3 separate regions of the Mus musculus genome follow, and all the other regions are linked to region 1. Evidence: chromatin contacts called from public promoter capture Hi-C data. All regions are on one chromosome and are shown on one strand. The core of a region is the stretch at or near the end of the contact, and the rest is flanking DNA. Distances in the headings are between cores, read along the strand shown. Region 1 holds the start of Rtn3 (reticulon 3). Region 2 holds the start of Lrp5 (low density lipoprotein receptor-related protein 5). Region 3 holds the start of Cpt1a (carnitine palmitoyltransferase 1a, liver).

Region 1 (3,926 bases), core at 958-3,457:
AAAGTCTCTCAACTGTGGGTTCCTGTAACATCAAAAATAAGCACTTTCATACTCCAAGAGGGAAGAGCTAGGGCACATGATCCAGTCTGTCATAAGACCCCACTACACTGGTACAACTTTGTTAGGGTTCCTGTTGCTGCATCAAAACAGTGACAAAAACAAAACAAAACAAAACAAAAAACAAAAAACAAACATGGGAAGGAAAAGGTTTATTCTACTTACTTCTGAAGGAAGTCAGAACTGGAACTCAAACAGGGCAGGAACTTGGAGGCAGGAGCTGATGCAGAGGCCGTGGAGAGTGCTGTTTACTGGCTTGCTCTCTAGCTTGTTCAGCCTGCTTTGTTATAGAGCCCAGAATCTTCAGCCCAGGGATGCTCCTACCCACAATGGGCTGGGCCCTTTCCCATTGATCACTGATTAAGAAAAATATCCTTTAGGCTTGCTCACCACCTGATCTTATGGAGTCATTTTCTTTTTCTTTTCTTTTTTTTTTAAAGATTTATTTATTTTATTTATATGAGTACACTGTAACGGTCTTCAAACACACACCAGAAGAGTACATCAGATCCCAGTACAGATGGTTGTGAGCCACCATGTGGTTGCTGGGATTTGAACTCAGGACCTCTGGAAGAGCAGTCAGTGCTCTTAACCACTGAGCCATCTCACCAGCCCTGGAGTCATTTTTTTTTTTTTTTTTCCAGAGACAGGGTTTCTCTGTTGTAGCCCTGGCTGTCCTGGAACTCACTCTGTAGACCAGGATGGTCTTGAACTCAGAAATCCACCTGCCTCTACCTCCCAAGTGCTGGGATTAAAGGTGTGTGCCACCACTGCCTGGCTGGAGTCATTTTCTTAATCAAGGTTCCCTCTTTTCAGATTTCAAGGTAACATAGAACTATCCAGCATGCCTGACTTTAACATAGACTTTAAGAAAAAAATACTTAAGCATTCACCAAAATAAGTAATTGGATTCCTGATTACTGGCATACAGTTCCCTTTGCCATCGTTCTCTGGCACTCAACAGCATCGGGGGACAGTTTGCTGCACTATCAATTGATGCCTGCCGTTGAGTGACAGAGTAAGATATTTTCCAGAGTCATTTTGGGAAATATCCTGGATCGTTTTCAGAACACTGCAACAACCAAGATGCTATCTGAGCTTTATTTGACCTTAAAAAACTGTCTAGGACAGATGCGGTCCACAGCTTGTTCCCCATCTGCAGCAGCCTGCTTGCCTAGCGCTCCCTCTGTGAGTTAGCATCTTTACAGAATTTGCTGAATCTGCAATTGCACTTTGGGTCATAGATTGCTACTTAGCAACATCAAATCCCACAGCTTTATCATCATTATGTACTTAAAATTTAAAAAGAACAAAATTTGACATAAATTGATGTCCAGTTTCAAATGTCATTTTTTGGGGGACTCATCTTAGGACATGAATAAAATTCAGTATTATGAGTATCTGTGCCTCATTTTTAATACCTCATTTCATGTCCACTCCATTCCCCCAGTCCCAACCAAGACGTTTTCTCCTGGTTTTCCTTTCCTCGGCAGCTTCTTTTTTATTTTCCAAAGTATGTTTTTTGTAGCTCAGAACATAGCTCAGAGAAAAGACAACCTGAAGCCTCTTTGGGAAGAAAAACAAGATAAAAATATGAAGCCGATTCTGTGCCTGCATTGCAATGTGATTGGAATGAGTAATAGTTTCTCATTCTGTTTAGCATCTTTCTCCACCTATCAAACATGGGACTGTACCATGCCTGCCTCGGTGGGGCGATATTACGACACGACCAGATAATTCAAAAAGAACATTACAGAGGGGGGGTCTTTAAATATTGTACTCTTTGGAGTCACAGGCTGGTACGTATCAGGCAAAGACATCAATTAGGATTTATAATAAAAAATTTGTAGCTTATGAAGGCATAAAGAAACATAATCTGCCAGCTAGAAAACATTCACATAAACAAGTGGAAGGTGGGGAGACTGGGCACGGTTAATCTGTAGCAGGGGCTGCAGTGGCGGGCCGGTTCTAGAGTTTAGCCACGCCCCTTACGTCAGGCTTTCCCCCATTCCCCCACCCCCTACCCCTCACCCCCGAGAGGCCTGCCCCACCCGCGGGCCCAGTCACTGCGTCCTTTCCTGCGGGAGCGCAGAGGGACAGTTCTTGCGCCTGCGCATTGCGTCGCTGCGCGCCTCCGAGGCCGCCGCCCGCGCGTCCAGGCTCTTTGTGCGCATGCGCGCTCGCACTCCTTCTCTCCCTGCGGAGCTCGGCTGAGTCAGTCAGTCTGTCGGAGTCAGTCTTCCGAACAGGCGTCGCCGGGAACTTCGGAGAGCCAGCTGCTGGATTATTCTGTGTCCCCTCCCACTCTCCCGCCCTACGTCTCTCTTCACCCTTCTCCCGCCCTTGCTCGTACAGCCATGGCGGAGTCGTCAGCGGCCACTCAGTCCCCGTCAGTCTCCTCGTCGTCCTCCGGGGCCGAGCCGTCAGCTCTCGGCGGCGGCGGCGGGAGCCCTGGAGCCTGCCCCGCCCTGGGGGCGAAGAGCTGCGGCTCCTCGTGTGCGGGTGAGGCGCGCGTGGGGCTTGGTCCCTGGGGAGCGCGAGCTACTGGGTCTCCGGGAAGGGGCGAGCGACCTGTCTGGGCCGTGGGCGGCTTTAGTCTCTTGGCGGGCATTTGAGGAACAGGCTAAGGGGGAGGGGAGCGAAGGACCGAGGTGAGGAAATAACGGGGTGTGAAGAAAACAGGTTGGGGGCGGGGTGGTGAACTAGAGTGGGCGTTGACGCTGACCCCCTGCAAGGGAGGGCACCGCAGTGGGGTGAAAACGGAGAAAGGCTATGTGCACCCAATGGATCGAGTGCTGGAGGCCCGAGAGCCCTAGGGTGGGTCGGGGGGTGGGGGTGACTTAGAGCAGGATTAGCGAGCCTCAGGGGATTGTGACAGGTGGGACGTAGGAGAAATGAAGTCGCTAGGATTTTGAGAGGGGTAGTGGTGGAAAAGGTGGCGTTGCAGGTTTGCAGACCGGTTGACACAATCTTAAATGGATGATATAGCCTTCCAAAAAAAAATTTTTTTTTTTTTTTGTTCGCCAGAAGGATCAGGAAGTTCTGTTACTGTTTTTGGCTAAACTGAATGCCAGATTTTTTTTTTTTTTTTTTTTTTTTTCTGAGACTCTGAGGTAGATGAGGCGTGATGAGAATAGCATGGGAAGATTTGGGAGGGAGCTGCTGATAGTCCAAGATGGATCCTTGGCTGCATCTGCAACACAGCCGGCTCTTCACCGGTGGTGCATCGTGGGGGTGGGGACACGCAGTCAGTTGCTATATTCTAGAAGATAATAAATACAGTCTTGCCAAGCCATCACCATGTTTTGATTTCTTGTTTTCGATGGCCTATTCTCAATAGCAGCATAACAAAAGGGAACGATTGCTGCAGGGGAAAGAATTCAGACAAAGCCTGGGCTGCTTGAACCCCCTTCTCTCTTGTGTGTGAAAAGACTAGGAGGGACGCTGGCGGCCTCCTTTAGTTTCTTTTGTATACAAGTCTGCCTGCTGGTGGGAGCTGACTGGCAAGCTCGACTCAGATCAGAGAGATCTGCAGTGCAGATGCCTTCTTGAGGAAAAATATGCACCACTGGCAGGTGGTGGTTCTTAAGAGAACTGAGTCTTTGGCGAAAAATTCGGTTTGTCAAAGGAAGGATTTTAAGAGGTTTAGAAAATGCTTTGTTGACTCCAGCGCAGTCTTGAATTATGACACAATATTCCTGATCTTAGCATTAAATATATTCTCTCATGTTTCCTAATACTGGCCTTCCACCTGTCTGAGAGCTTTGGTGCCCTGCAGAATTCTCCATGGGAATGGCCATTTGGATAAATGGTATGGGAGGAAGTTTTCTGGAGATAAAGGGAATGAGGCAGCATATTTTGAACCCTGG
Region 2 (3,870 bases), core at 447-2,946, 3.8 Mb after region 1:
TTTTCAAGAACTAAGTGGGATAAGAGTCCCAGCAATGAGGCCCTCCCCCAGGCAAGACAGTGCCCATCTCTGCAAGGGGCCATTACAGTTGCAGCCCATAAGATGGAGTTGAGAAGTAACGGAGGTGTGGCTAGGCCAGGCCGTGTGAGCCCAAGGCTTCAGCTTCCTCTCTGACCGGTGGGAGGAGTGGTGAGGTCTGGCTTATTTAACAAGCTCCCTGGCTGCAGGGAGAGGAGGCCTCAGAAAAATCAAGGCTGAAAGAGGAAGGCCTTGGGGGATGGGTGAGAGTGGGGCTAGAGAAGGGGGTTGTGCTCTTGGCTCTGTGTTGAAGGTGGAGGGGGGATGGGGGTTGGGCTTGGGTGAGAAGGAACCAGCAAGGACACTAGCTGCTCTAGTCCCCAGTCCCCTGACTGCCCCTGAGACCTCCTGACTCCTCTTCCGGTCAGAGACTGGATACAGCCACCCCAGGAGACTGCTCTTCCTGAACCACTGGCCTGCTTCCGCATTGAAATCTCTGCCCTGACCCTTGGAACCCTGGTGTGGGTCCCCTCCCCCTACTAGCTGGTCCCTGGTCTTCATGTTTTCCTATTAGAAGACAAGTTTGGGGAGTCAGTTCTCTTTTCTTCTGCGATCCTAGGGTTGAACTTAGGTCAACGGGAGCCATCTTGCTGGCCAGCCTTGACCTGCCTTTTGCTCCTTCTGTTTATCAGGTCCGGTTTATGCAGCGCTGGGAGAGCTGTGCACACTAGGGAACCAAGGGCTCTATCAACTCTTTTTAAACAGGGTCTCGCAGGTAGCCCAGGCTGGCCTCAAACTCATGGCAAGCCTCCTGCCTCAATCTCCCGAGGCTGGACACCATGTCAGACTTATAAGTAAAGTCATACACACTTGAGCGCCATGTCACTTTCCCGGCTACTCACTCCTTTGTTTGGGCTCTTATTTTTGTCTCTTCCTAGCATAAACCACAGGAGGGCAGAGGCACCCTCCTGACCACCTCAGCTTCTGTCCTTCCTCTCTACCTTGCAAGGTGGACACTGCCATTAGCTTACTTTCTAAGGACATGAAATGATTTCACCTACACCTGCCTGCCCAAGGTGTGAGGTTCTAGAAAGCACTGCCGGAGAGAGAAGGCTCAGCAGTTAGAAGCACTTACTGCTCTTTTAGAGACCTGGGTTTGGTTCCCTGCAGTCACCTGGTGGCTCACACCTCTAACTCCAGTCCCAGGGGACCCCCACACCCTATTCTGGTTTCCTTCCCGCATGTGGTGCACATACATGCGTGCAAACACTCATACACATACAACAAAAAGTAAATCTAAAAGTAAAAGCCCCCAGTTCCTCCAGCAGTATCCGCTTTTGCGCCTGTTCCCGCGTGCATCCCAAGTGGGGCGGTATGTCTCTGGGCCAGGTGGCTACAGTTGTGGTGAAAGAGCCCAAAGCTGGCTTCGGAGACCTTTGGCTTCCAGCCCTGAGGCCTCCTGACTGTGTGGGTCATGCTTCCACGTGCCTCAGTTTCCTCACCTGTCAGTACAGAGACTTGGCAGGTGACCCACCTGCTTGCCCGGCCTCTCCTGTCGCGGGCCCGGAGAGACCCGCCTGCCCGGCTCCCGGGCGCCCGCAGGAGGGCGCGGCTTGGCGGGGGGCGCGGGCGGCGCGGGGGGCGGAGACCGGCTCGGCTTCCGCTCCCTCCTCCCGCGTCGTCTTGGGCCGCGGCGCCCGAGGCGGGAGCAAGAGGCGCCGGGAGCCGCGAGGATCCACCGCCGCCGCGCGCGCCATGGAGCCCGAGTGAGCGCGCGGCGCTCCCGGCCGCCGGACGACATGGAAACGGCGCCGACCCGGGCCCCTCCGCCGCCGCCGCCGCCGCTGCTGCTGCTGGTGCTGTACTGCAGCTTGGTCCCCGCCGCGGGTAAGGTGGGCGCGGGGGACAATGGCCGGGGCCGCAAGCAGCCACTTTGCAAGTTGCGGACGAGTTGGAGCGCGCTCCGGGGGACCACGCGCCGGGGGACCTCGCGCGGGCCCTTTGTCTCTCCCGCCGGGGCCCCTCCCTGGGGACCGAGCCCGCCAGGTGCGGCGCGGGCGGGCCCTCACCTGCCCAAGGCTCGGGACGCCGGGCGCGCTCAGGAGTGCGCCCACGGGCATCGCGATGGCCCGGGACAGGCCTGGCCTATCGCGAACTACTGGGAAAACTTTTCGCGAGCCTGCTTGCGGCGGCCGGCCTACCGAGCCCTGGGAAGTGCCAGAAGTTGCTAGCTAGGAAGTTCGGAGAGCCCTGCGCGGGGCGGCCTGGCCCTGGGCTGCTGTCGCTTTGACCTGCGTGGGCTGTCAGCCTTCCAAACCGACTGACACCTGCCAGGTGTCCCCGTGACCCCAGTGACCCATCTGACCGCTCGGGCCCCCAAGCGGTGGCCAGGCACCCAGCCCCGCTGACCAGTGCCCAGCCCCGAGATCGGTTGCGTGGGTGCCTTGGTGTGGGGAGGTATGGTTCTGCCTCAGTTGGACCCACCTTTAGGGAAGTGGCCCGCTCGGGAACTTTCTAACTTTTTTTTGGTGTGTCCTGAGGGGTGGAGCTGAGGTCAGGAGGACTCTCGAGAAACGAAGCAGTTGGAAACGCTACACATGTTCTTTTAATTCGGAGATTGCCATGTGGTTTTTAAAGCAAGGCTCTTGCCACCTAAATCATTGTTTTCGGGTGTTTGTGTTTTGTTTTTCTGGAGTGTGGCTGTCCAAGGGTCCGGCAGATACTCTTGAACTCCCGGGTGGTGGTGATGGCAGTTTGGGGCGGGGTAGGGGACAACCTCAGGTCCCTTTGTCTGGGCCTTATTAAGGCGAACAGCTGTCCCCCTGTGTATTTCCAGGGTAGACACTTGAGGGAGGTGGCTGGGCCTGGCTCTGTGCTCAGATTCCCTGGGCTGCAGTCTCTTCCACCTATGTTTGGGGGGAGGGGTCGAGGGGAGCTGGCTTCATCCAGTCTTGGAGCTCTCAAGCTCAGCCAGAGGGCTCTTGGGGAGTCTCCCCCTAAATTTGTCTCCCTCGGGATCATGTTTACATTTTCAGGCCATCTCTGGTGTTAGCAAAACAAGGCGAAGACAAAACTGTGACAGGCTGTGGGAAGTCCAGGCCAGTTCTACTCTTCCCGGAAATGCCTGGGTCGTGACTGCAGAAGGGGTATGGGGCAGCTATTTGTTTTAAAGGTGGGGTTTGTAAGCCGACTTTCCTGTCCTAGGTAGGATTGACATTACTCTGGGATCCCCTAGCCTGTCATCTGGTATCCCAAATTGAACATCTTTATAGTTTGGTGGTGTGTGCGGCAAAAATAGAGTCGATTATTTTAACATTAGGAAGCCAGGCCCCAGGAGTACCAGCTGATGGGGTAGTCCAGGCCTAAAATGGAAGCAAAGAGAAGAATCTTCCTGAAGCTCTTATTTGAGTGTTTTTGGCTGTGCGACCCCCAAATGTCTGTCTGAGATTCTTGCTTTGGGAGTCTGGAGAGAAGGGAGTGAGTGGGCAGCTAATTATTTTTCCTGATTGCTTCCTGTTGCAAATTGAAGCTGTGAGCCCACAGAAAAGCCTTTGTTCTAGTGGTCCCTGAATTCCCCATTCTGGAAGCCCTAGGCTTTCCTTCTCACCGCCTAAAGCACTCACTTGTCCCTGGACCAGCCTAGCCTGTCTGGCCCCCTGGAGGAGGTTCCTGCAGTTGTGGGCTGTCTACCCCTGGGAGGGCCCAGCCAGCACATGTTGGGTTATATTGGGTTAAATGCTGAGCAGAGTCCCCTCTGTGCAAGAAATTACCCAGGCAACCTGTTTGTCCTAAGCTTCTCTGGGGAAAGCCACCTCCTGGCCCCAACATAGTTGGAACCCTTTTTATTTTGAC
Region 3 (4,065 bases), core at 640-3,139, 4.2 Mb after region 1:
CCTGCCGGTTTCGTGACCACTGGGTCAGGGCCAAGCGCAGCGGCGGCGGAAGGGAGGCGTTCCACCCCTCATCTGCAGTCAGGTGGCTTTCTAGCTCAAACTCGAAAGGTTTTGTCTTGTGCAGGAAGCCGCTTCGGCCACTTTTGATACAAAACCTAACCGGAGCTTGATTCCAAAGACGGTTAAGGAGTTCAAAGCCGGGCGTGGTGGTGCTCGCCTATAATCACCGCACTTATGGGTGGGTGCAGGAAGGAGATCGGGGGTTCAAAACCAACCTTGGGTACAGAGCAGGCTGGAGGGCAGCCTGTGTTACATGAGATCCTATCTCATTTTTTAAAAGTAAATAAATAGATAAAAGAGAAAATTCAAGTGTAAGGTTAAGTCTAGCGAGGCTTTAGTTAAGAAAAGCAATAATTTACATGACAAAAGAGCTCCGGGTGCTGCAGCAAAACCAGTCTAGCCCAGGACTCTGAATGCGGACGCTGCCCAGACCTACCTACTACTCTGCACTGCCCCGGAGCAAGCACTGTCCTCCCCACACCACAGTCCTCTGCTTTAGGTCCTCACTGAGTCCTGAGTCGACCGACTAGGAAGGGGGTGGTGGTGATGTATGCTTGCTGGCACAAATAAAAGGCCAAAGCTGTGTTTTAGTCATTTGGCTTGTGGTTTTGACAGTGATAAACACGCTTGAATATCAGGAATGACCAGAAACCAGACGCCTGTGCAACAAAATGCTGTAACTAAATACGCGTTCCGAAAGGCTTCTAAACTCACTTTCATTTTATTTGCGAACTTCCAAAGTTAGCAGTTTCCGACTAAAATCTGTTTTTGGACAACTATTTAAATGCACGGAACGAGAGTCGGCCCAGAGCTGAGAGTACTGAGCTTGATTGTATGTAGCCTGGTTCACACTAGGAACTTTTTAACTCCTTAAAAACTTGAGCGTTCATCTGTGTTCTGTGACATCAACGAAAACCAGACCCGATTCACAATAAGATGAAGAAAAACGAAGGGTACCCGCTGTTACCGCACAGCCTGGTTGCCCAGACCGTGCTGTCCGGCTGTCCCAGGCCAAGTTCGCTCAGGCCAGGTCACGTGACGCCCCCACCCTCCCGGGCTCTGGTCCCGGCGCGACCTTGGGCAGTCTCTGACACCCACCTGCCCTTGAACCCCGGGCAAAACCGCGGTGAGGGGTGCAAAACACTTAAGTCTCTGCGCCAAGGGTGTGTCCCGAAGGCTATACTGCAGGGACCCGCACGAAGAGAGGGCACCGGCCACCTGCCAAGTCCCCTGTGCGAGCATCCTTCCTACTGCCGAGCCCGACCCTCACGGACCCCGAGAACCAATCCACCTGCAGAGTAGCGGGTGGAAAGAGCCTGGAGAACGCTCGGCGTCCACACTGGCCCCAAGCCACCCGCGGAGTGGGGAGTGAGCAGGGGTCAGAAAGGGAGTTGACACTCCTACTGGTCAGGGACCAAGGAGTCACGCCTAATCATAAGCATCTTTCACAGAGCAATGAAGACCCCAAACCCACGCGGTGAGTGAATCCACCGTGGGGCGGGACACCACGAGCCGAGGTCCCACGCGTCCCGAGTGGAGGCATTTTGCCCAGTCTGGGGACCAAGCATCTTTCCTCCCGTCCCGGGATCCCCCAGATCCGTCACTGCGCGGGGGAGGGAGTGCCCTCTGCTTCTCCAATGCGCGGCTCACGCGTACCCTACGGGCACAGTCTGGGTCTCCCTCCACACTCTTAAGAATGACACCCGCGCGCCCAGCCCAGGGCGGTGCCGCAGCGCTGCCCTCGCGGTGTCTTACCGAGTCTGCAGACGGCGGCGGCGGAATGAGCGAGCGGAGTCCGGGCCGGGGCGGGCGAGGCCAGGCTCACCGACGCGCGCCGCGGGTGATTGGCTGAGCCCAGCTGGGCTGCAGCGCGGGCAGGACGGGGCGGGGCCTGGACGGGGCGGGGCTGCGGGGAGGAGGTCAGTAAGGAAACTGAGGCTAAGTCCCGAGCTTGCCAACGGCAGACCTAGGACAACATTCCTTACCCTGAGAGCCTCAGTTTCTTCATATACAAAAGGGACCAACTCATTAAAGCCATGTCCAAAACAGCTCTTTGCACCATACTTGGCTTACACTCGCGGTTTACACTAATCCGCCCGTAAACTTCTCTGCAACCCTGCGGGAGTTATGCTGATTTTGCTCCAGACTTTTGGTTTGTTTGGTTGTTTGGTTGATTATTTTTTTTTTTAAAAAAGGGGAGTGGGACGCTTGGGGTGGTGTTGGGAAGAACGGCTTGTCTAACATCAGAGAATGAAGAAGTAAGCTCAGGTTCCAAGTTTGAGAACAGATGTTTGACATCCGGGGGCAGGTTGGCGCCAGAGGCCAACACACTCATAGTCTCCCTGGGATAAAATCGTCAGGGGGCGGGGGAACCCTCATCTGCGGAACAATTAGGGTGTGTGGGTAGCTCACAATGCCGTGCATTCCTTGCCTGTGTAAGGTCCTGGATTCAAGTCTCTGCGCCCAAAAGCAACGGAATCGAAGTACTCTTTGAACGCTGAGAACGAATAGGTGTCAATAGGGGAGTGATTGGAACCTCGGACAGAGTGGCTTCTGGAGGGGGATCGCTGGCAGCACACGGGGAACGAAGGTTGCAGGGTGAGTTGTGAACAGGGTGTAGAGAAGTCGGGCCAGACATGGCAAAGCACTCTACCCGCCAGATGGGGCGCCCTCCCAGGCTGCAGCTCCAGGCCCTGCGTGTAGCAAGCTCTCCATAAATGCGCTGAAGAAGGAAGAGTCGCAGCTCTGAGGTCAAGCACGCCTGGTCATGGAAGAGCCCTGTTTGCCTCCATCTTTCTCTGCCTTGCCGTGGAAGGGTTCCATAGAGAAAATGAAAGTTCCCCTTGATCCCGCCCCCAACTGTAGTTAACTGTTGCTGTATCTCATCTCCCCCTACACCTCTATTATTTAAAAGGACAGGCGATTGTTGGGTGTAACTTTGAGATTTTTAGTTTATGTGAAGGGACTCATAGAGAATCGGGGTCTTTCACTTGCCTTCATTGTTCTGACACACCCAAACGCCTTCCATCTTCTTAAGCATCCTTATCTGAGCACCTGTTCCTGAGCGTGGAAGCAGAGACCAGTGTGACATGTGGCTGGCACTGCAGAGGTGCTATCTGGAAACACTTTCTGCTGTCCCCCGGGCCTCATCGGCCTCGATGGCTCTAGTGTCACCTCTTGCTGCCCCCTACTTAAGGCTCCTTTTAAGTCCTGGACTGTTGGACTCACCTTAAATGCCCTTCCTTCTCTCCCTAGAACCCCAGTCCTAACCGGTCCCCTCCCCAAGGACACTTCCTCTTTTCTTGGCGTCCTGCTTTGCGTCCCTCTGGATTGGCCCTGTGCCCTGTCTGTCCAGGAGGCTCAGCGGCCTTGACAGCAGGCCCTCCCTGCCGGCCAGGAGGGACAGGAGCAGGGGCGGAGACAACATCAGAAGGAACTCTCAGACACCTCGTGCCTTGGGGAGGCACCATAATGAGCCAGAGCCGCCTGCACCTGGTTTTATCCTGTGGGGACCTCATTTTCCTTCCTCTACCCTCACCATAGCCCTTTTCCCAAGGACTGTAGCTCCCGGAGTGGCTATTAATAAAGAGCTTAACCTCCCCCTCGCCCCTCGGGGTGGGGATGGGGAAGCTTGGGGCATTAACCTAAACTCCCTGAGCGCTGAAAATATACCAGGAACTGGCACCAAGGCTAGAATAACCTTTCTCAAGCTCGCCTGTTTATTTTTCACATTCTTTCTCAGTTTCAATCCCATAGACTGTGCCAGCTGCTCACGATGGATACGTTTGCCCTGTGTGGTGGCTCACATCTGTAATTTCATTACTTGGGAGACTGAGGCAGGAGGATCATATATGAGTTGGAGACCAGCCTGGGTTACAGCGTGAGCCTGTCTCAAAAACCAAACCAAACCAAACCAAACCAAACCAAACCAAACCAAACCAAACCAAAACAAAACAAAACAAAACAAAACAAAAACAGAGTTGGAGGAAATTGCTCAGTAACTAA

What was found. Promoter capture Hi-C pulls out the DNA fragments that hold promoters and counts their contacts.
Region 2: a contact with region 1 is called in a promoter capture Hi-C map of the HPC-7 cell line. A contact is called at or near these places in 3 of 39 promoter capture datasets (the HPC-7 cell line, cranial neural crest and second pharyngeal arch cranial neural crest).
Region 3: a contact with region 1 is called in a promoter capture Hi-C map of second pharyngeal arch cranial neural crest. A contact is called at or near these places in 2 of 39 promoter capture datasets (cranial neural crest and second pharyngeal arch cranial neural crest) and 1 of 484 Hi-C or Micro-C datasets (regulatory T cells).

The regions. Positions count from the first base shown.
Region 1 is chr19:7,481,572-7,485,497 of GRCm38.p6, reverse strand. It overlaps Rtn3 (reticulon 3), which reads left to right and starts at 2,207. Exons shown (of 9, transcript NM_001003934.2): 1 at 2,207-2,559. The coding sequence starts at 2,415.
Region 2 is chr19:3,684,390-3,688,259 of GRCm38.p6, reverse strand. Lrp5 (low density lipoprotein receptor-related protein 5) reads left to right here and starts at 1,696. Exons shown (of 23, transcript NM_008513.3): 1 at 1,696-1,905. The coding sequence starts at 1,818. Gm36672 (a long non-coding RNA gene) reads right to left here and starts at 1,710. Exons shown (of 4, transcript XR_388279.4): 1 at 1,521-1,710.
Region 3 is chr19:3,321,125-3,325,189 of GRCm38.p6, reverse strand. Cpt1a (carnitine palmitoyltransferase 1a, liver) reads right to left here and starts at 1,889. Exons shown (of 19, transcript NM_013495.2): 1 at 1,816-1,889.